2 separate regions of the Columba livia genome follow, and region 2 is linked to region 1. The links are chromatin contacts, called in public Hi-C maps. All regions are on one chromosome and are shown on one strand. Each heading gives the region's core, a stretch centred on a gene start, on an enhancer-like site or on the middle of the called end of the contact. The rest is flanking DNA. Distances are from core to core; before and after follow the strand shown.

The links. Hi-C and Micro-C count contacts between places; a contact is called where the count stands out from the background.
Region 2: a contact with region 1 is called in a Hi-C map of crop, with 3 times the contacts expected there. The contact joins two enhancer-like sites. A contact is called at or near these places in 2 of 2 Hi-C or Micro-C datasets (crop and liver).

What each region holds. Positions count from the first base shown.
Region 1 is chr15:12,979,317-12,982,735 of bColLiv1.pat.W.v2, forward strand. It overlaps TOM1L2 (target of myb1 like 2 membrane trafficking protein), which reads left to right. Exons shown (of 14, transcript XM_065031323.1): 8 at 415-548; 9 at 2,981-3,029. Among named protein-coding and RNA genes, the nearest start is that of SREBF1, 29 kb to the right of the region's middle. Within about 2 kb of position 1,590, at least 1 of the 3 cell types and tissues checked has an H3K27ac peak away from gene starts, as active enhancers do.
Region 2 is chr15:13,021,907-13,025,342 of bColLiv1.pat.W.v2, forward strand. It overlaps RAI1 (retinoic acid induced 1), which reads right to left. Exons shown (of 5, transcript XM_065031319.1): 3 at 2,282-2,375; 4 at 1,925-1,974; 5 at 1-1,520. The coding sequence ends at 1,506. Among named protein-coding and RNA genes, the nearest start is that of SREBF1, 14 kb to the left of the region's middle. Within about 2 kb of position 1,440, at least 1 of the 3 cell types and tissues checked has an H3K27ac peak away from gene starts, as active enhancers do.

The DNA of each region.
Region 1 (3,419 bases), core at 340-2,839:
AACTTTTTTACCCGACTTGTTCCACCATGTGTGTCTTTTAGTTTTTAAGGATGATATTGCCAAAAAGAGCAGATGGAATATCCCTTGAAAGCTCTCTTCTGGAAAGCTGTTGTGTTAACCTGTTTTATTCTTAAAGCAGGTGACTAAAATGCAGGTATTTATTTTCTGAAGTGCTCAGAGTTAAAGAAGAATCAGGATGTTGAATTGTAAATAGGCTCTCAAGGTTTTATGCCATCGTCTCTTGAAGGGCATGTTTGATTAGATGTGCTTTTGGGTGACATTTAATCATGCAAAGATAGACTTGTCTTAGTGTTTCTCAGCCGGGGGATACGTTTGGCTGCGAACAGAGCTCAACTAAATCTCCTTATTGCTAGCTGCTTACCAGAATGTGTGTGCACAATGCATTCCTCCTAGGAACTGAACCGAACCTGTAGAGCTATGCAGCAGAGAATTGTGGAGCTTATCTCACGAGTGTCCAATGAAGAAGTCACAGAGGAACTGCTGCATGTGAATGATGATTTAAATAACGTCTTCCTTCGATACGAAAGGTGGGGCACCTTCTCCTTCAATTATTTACATTCATTCTGGGTTTCCGCTTAAGTGTAAAATAGGTCAGTTGACGAGTGTTGGCCATTTGGGCCAATGGTCCAACATAACGAAATGCAGAGAACCAAACCACAGAAAGTGTTTATAAGGTCCTTTTATGGTCTTTTATGGTAACATTCCTGTTTCAGTTGTTGCCTTTAATACTATGATTTATTTTTTATTGTCCTAGCCATAGAATTTTTGTGGGCCATGTCTGTAAAAAGCAGGACAACCTTGTGCAAAACTCTGAACTAGCGGAGACTTGAGTCTTCAAGTCCCTGTTGCGTGGGGCTGTACAGATGTAGGGACTTGGGACTGAAAACAGCACAACCACAATCTCTAGTTCTGCTTTCCAGCTTGGGCTCTGCCTAAATGCTTGTGCTGCTTCCTGGCTTAGGGAGGCTCCCGTGAGCTCTCTCTGTGTTCTCATCTCTGAGCTTTCTAGTTCCAGTGCTGGTGCAAGGGGAGCTGGCTGAGGTGGGTGGAACCTTCCTGCATATAAAGGTTTTGTTTTTAAGTAACTCTTAATCTTGAAAAAAAAGCCTGTCTTGCGCAGAGCTGAGGTTTGGAAGAGTTGATCTGCGGGAATCATCCCCGGGGTGGGACTTGGGTCATAGGACTCTCGACACGTTAGACAAAGGCGCTGTCAGCCACATCTGCTGCAGGAGGTGACACGTGATACGGCAGCCTTGGGAAAGTTTAATCTTCCCCTTAATGACAGGCCTGGGGAGTGAGGCACTAAAGAGTACCCTTTGTTCCTTGCTCTTAGCACAGGGCTTTGTTTCTCAAGCCTTTAAAAATAAATTAGACTCTAGATCTGTGAATCTGTGCTGTCACAGCAAAGGCTGGAAAGAAGACTCAGTGGCCTTGATTTTTGTCTTTGATTTAGTCATTCAGAGGAGATTGGGGCAAACTTTGAGACAAATGCTGGCTTTTTATGTGGAATGGGATGTGTTTCATGCATGAGCACGATTCTACAAGTGGCAGAGTGTAGCTGTCACGAAGACTTAGTCAGGTCACCCTTAATATTTTTTCTATTTTCCTCCATCTGCGACTTTGCTGGCTGGTGCTAATGCATTCGTAGTCATTATACACTGAAAGGTGAGCTGAGTGATGTTACCAAGCTATTCATGGTAGAATAACTCCACTGGTCTGAGCGTTTCAATAAATTCCAGTTCGTCCTCTGCTATTCCAAAAGCTCCACATCCATCACACTGATTTTTGGGCTGGGTACCGAGCTCTGTCAGAGACTCAAGCAGCAGCTCTGGCCTTTGCTGTGAAGCTTTGGATGTAAACGGACGTGTGGTTCATAAGCCTTTTGGTGAGAAATATGAGGTGGGAGGTGTCTTGGGTTTCCAGCTAAGGGAGCTGGATTTCCAGTAATAGCAAACACCCACAGTTCCCTAAAATTGAATTTGGGGCCTGAATTTGGTTTTGCTGCCTTTTAAGTTTGCATTTTCCTCTGTTACATTAAGAAAACATTTTAGTTTGCTTGAGATTCCCTGTTGCATTTTGTTCATCAGGGAGAAAAGTCACAGATTTATATGAATATTATGGATTTTTTTTACTGAAAAGAGAGGTTACATTTGAAACTACTTTTAAATGAGGAAAAATTCAAACCTCAGAGAAATCACGCTGCTTTTCCTGCTAAGGAAGGAGATCGGACTGCCTTCAGACAGGCCTTTGGAGGAGGCATTTTTCCTGATATTTTGAGTTCATTAAAGCTGGGTTTAGGTTTGCGGCCCCAGATGCACAGCTGGTTGGGGAAGGAGTAGAGAAGAGACCAGATTTTAACCAACCAGACTTCTTCCCCTAAGAAGTATAAAGACTTTTATCATTACTTTCTCTTCTTGGAAAGACCCAACCTGTTTGAACACAGGGGCTGACGATCTTTGAGCTGACCCAGAATGTTTTAAGAAATGAATCTGCCTGGGCAGGGCTGCGCTCGCATGGATGTGGCTCCCAATTTACATGGATTGCAGCAAGAGGGAGCTGTTAAGTGGGAGTAAAACTTGCTGCGGTGCTCGGCTGATTTAGCTGGGAACATCAATCTTGCTGCCGTTCCTTTGGCTAACACAATAGTCTATCACAAAGCACTTAATGGTAAACAAAACCACAAAGACGAATCCTACGGTGTTTTTCAGACGTGTGTGTGCTGCAAGATCAAATTAGTCAACTTAATATCCACATTTGCCAAAAACGCAGCTTCTGCAACTATCCTCCCTTTGTCCTGGCTTGGAGTTCAAGTTTTCAGGGTTCCCTCTTGAACCAGCAAAAACTAAATTCAGTGGCAAGCACGTTGCGGCTTTATTCTAAACTCATGTTTATCATTGTCGGTTGGTGGTTTTGATAGTTCATGTTGATTTTCTGTTGTTTTGGTCTTTTCTCTGAACAGATTTGAACGATACAGATCAGGACGTTCTACACAAAATGCCAGCAATGGAGTAAGTACCTGATTCAATTTTTATATGAGTAGCTACACTGTGTTTAGCCATATTACTATCACTAGTATCAGACCTTTTACGTGTCTACCCCTGTGGCTGATTCTGGATACCAGGAAAAGAGTGTAAAAATGTGGCAAACATCAAGTGACAACTTCTAGCTCAGGAAGACACTACACTGAAATATCTGTGTTTACAATTCCTGATGGATTTCTTTCCTCTATTAACTTTTTAAATTGCTTTTGGGGCATTCACAGTGTCCTTAAGCAGTGAGTTACACAATTTTACTACACATTTTTACGTATTTATGTGGGTATTTATATATAATAAATATTTTGTTTACATTTGATCAAGTCATTTGATGATTTTTATTTGCTCCACCTAATTCTTCTT
Region 2 (3,436 bases), core at 190-2,689, 42 kb after region 1:
ACTCCCGTGTCCGAGCCAAGCTGCTGAAAGAACAGACGTTTTGTGGCCAGCAAACCTTGAGGGTGAGGGCTGGGTGGGACAGAGGGGACACCGAGGACACGGGGCGCTGGCTCTGCAGGGTCGGGGTGGGGGAGATGGATGGGGCCAGCGCTGTGCCCCCCCCCCCCCCTTTGCAGGATGCTTTGCAGGTGGGGGGCAGCTGGTGGCTCTGTTTTTAGGATGGGATTTGGGCTTGAATCGCCATGGGTTGGGTATTATTTGCCACCTGCACCCAGGTGCGGGTGGTGCAAGGCTTGTGGGGGTGGGGTGCAGAGACTGGGGAGTCATGCAGGGCGCCCTGTGGGTGACACAGGTGGGGGGTGATCCCAGAGCTGGGCAGCCCCCAGGGTGTCTGGGAAGGAATGTGAAAACCAAGGGAGCTGAGTGAACTCAGCACCCAGGGCACGAGGAGCAAGCCAGGGCCATGCAGTGGGAGGAAGCAAATGCCTCCTCTTCCTCCAAGAACCCTGCTGCTGCCTGGAAGCCATTTCTGGGTTGTTTGCACCCTCTTGCATCAGGATAAAATCCTGGGGTTCAACACCCAGAGCCTGGGGTTTGTACCCAGGGCCACAGGCTTTGCACCCAGAGCCTGGGGTTTTGCACAAGCACAGGGAACAAAGCCCAGCACCAGCAAGAGGAGGTGCTGGCGAGGCTGAGCAGAGGCAGGACAGTGGGTTTTTGGGGTCCTTGGCAGCAGGACCAGTGCCCCATGGAGCGGGAGGGTGGTGGGTGCAATGGGCCGGGGGCTGGAGGGCGCGAGTGGGGCTGGAGCAGCCCGGTGGGTGCCCACCAGCCCAGCCACGTGCCTGTCACCCCAGTGGGGACCCAGCTGCTGGGGACAGGGCCTGGCACCCCAGGCCAGGCAGGGTGGGGGCAGACAGGAGATGGAAGAACAACATGGAAAAAGGAGAGTGGTGTTTCAAACAGCAGGCCGTTGTTTGTCTTCTTTTTTTTTTTCCTTTTTTTTTTTTTTTGTCCTTTTTTTTTTTCTTTTTTTTCCTTTTCTCCGCCGCACGTATATACAGACAGACACCGTGAGGTTTGCTAAAGGCAACATCTCAGATCAGATCAGTGTGAGATATGGAGAGCCGGGACCCGCGGGGGGTCCGGCGGCCCCACAGTAAGACAACATCGCCGGGACCCCTTCTACATGGCCCCCCCAACCCGAATCCCTCCCCCACCTCCCCCCTGTGCAGCCATCCCAGGATGGGATCCCATTCCGCCTCCCGGTGAGGCCAGGCCAGGTTTTGCCGGGGCCCGGCGAGGGGGCAAAACCTGGCGCTGGATCCGCCCGCCCAGAACGGGGTTGGGGCGGGAGGGGGCCGGGGCGGCAGCGCTGCGCCCACCTGCAGCGGGGCGGCTCCCGGTACGGCTCGGTACGGCTCCGTACGGCCCCGCTCCGCTCCCCAGGGCGCTGCCTCCTCCGCCGGTCCCTTGCTGGCAGCAGGGCGGGTGCGCGCCAGGAGCTACAGCGGCTGCCTCTGTGGGGAGAAGAGAGACATCAGCCCCGTGGTCCCGCTGCGGGGTGTCCCCGTCAGCAGCCACCCTCCCCACTCGCAAATAACTGTGTGCTCACCCGACATGTGGCGCTTCTAGCACGGCTTCAATTATCACCCCCATACCCCATCAGTGCTTAGGGAAGGGGGATAATCCCCAGTACCCCGGCTGGGGGCTCCAGACCTGGCACCCACTGGCCTGTCCCTGCAGTGCAGGGTCCTGGGGGCCTGGTGTCATCCAGGGACACGATACCCCATGGGGCTGAGTGTCTGGGGTAGGTGTGCCATGGAGTGGGGTGTCCCTGGGGGGTAGATTGTTCAAACGCAGAGCCCCCTACCCCAGGGGCTGCAAAGCATTGGAGGTGTGTGCAGGGGGGTTCTGTGCTTACCTTATGTTTGGGACATTTCAGAGAGAAACTCTCTTCGGTTAATGAGCAACCTGCGAGGAGAGGAGAAAGCCGTGTCAGGGAGTCCCCATACTGCAGAATGGCTGTCCCTGAGCATCAGGGACAGTGTCCTCCGTGGCCTCCCACCACCATCCAGACCAGCTGCAGCCTTTGCATGAACGGTTCAGCTGAGGACAGCCTGCCAGCCAGTGCTGCTGGTGCAGGAATCATCGTTGCCCCAGCTGGCAGGGAGCCGTGAACCCCTCCTGGGCTCAGGTGGGCTCCAGCGATGTGGAGCAGCCAGCCAGGTAAGAGGGTACCAGGGGACACCCGTACCCCTGACCCTGTGGCCGGGCTCACCTGTGTCGACGGCACACGCGTAGTGGTAGGTGTGGGGACACCCCTTCTGGCAGCAGCCCACGGTGGCTCCCGCTTGCTGGCAGCTCGAGCACTTCTTTAAACACATGCAGGAATTCGGAGCAGGGAAGGAGAGATGCAGAGAGACAGAGAGATCCCATCAGAGCCCAGCGAGGGAGCACAGCGCCCCAACAGCCCCAGCCATGAGGGCAACACGCCGGCATCCCTGCACCTCTCCAGCCCCAAGCAGCATCTTTTCCTCCTGTGCCCGCACACCACAAGTGTCACTGTGCCCTTTGCTCGGCTGTCTGCAGCCACACACGAGCTTCTACCCACCATACCGCTCTCCTGGATGGCATGGAGCCCACAGCCATCCTCCATGGAGCAGGAGGTGTGAAGGGCCAGGGCCAGGGCCGTGCCATGGCTTGGTGGCAGTGGTGGATGAGGACCACGGTGTTCCCCATCTCCTGCGCTGTCCCCAGTGGGTGCTGCAGGGACAGGAACCCCAAGCGCCATGGCATGGACAGGGAGCCACGCCGCAAGCATGCACACCAGGGAATACGGCCTGTCCCAAACCTGGTACTGGGAGGCTTGCTGGAGACCCTCTGCTGGGTGGCTGTCACCTCCTGCTCCCCAGCACAAAAGCCCCATGTTCCAGCAGTGTCCTCCCTATTTTGCTCCCTCCATATATCTGTGTTCCCTTCATTCTGGGAGAGGAGAATCATGGAATAGTTTGGGTTGGAAAAGACCTTCAAAGGTCATCTAGTCCAACCCCCTGCCATGAGCAGACACACCCTCCCTCCAGCTCTCCTTGCCCCGCTGCCCATCACTATGGCATCAGGCCATGTCATGCCTATTTTTGTCTTCCATCCTGCCTTCACCAGGCTGTGTCTGTCCCACTTTGAGCTGTTCCCTGTGACACATGGCTGGGCTGGGGGATGCAGCCCACCAGGCTCAGCATCCTCATGGTCCCAGGGGGGGCCCTGCTGTCCTCCCAAAGCATAGCACCAGAAACACGCTTCTATGCCTAAAGGAGCGGGGTTTAGGTGCTTTCTGCCCCGCTCTCTCAGGGCAGCTCCTCATGCTCAGATGCTCGGGTCAACCCTATTAATTTTCATCCCAGCCAGAGGCACAGCTGCAGGAACCACTCCGGCTGAA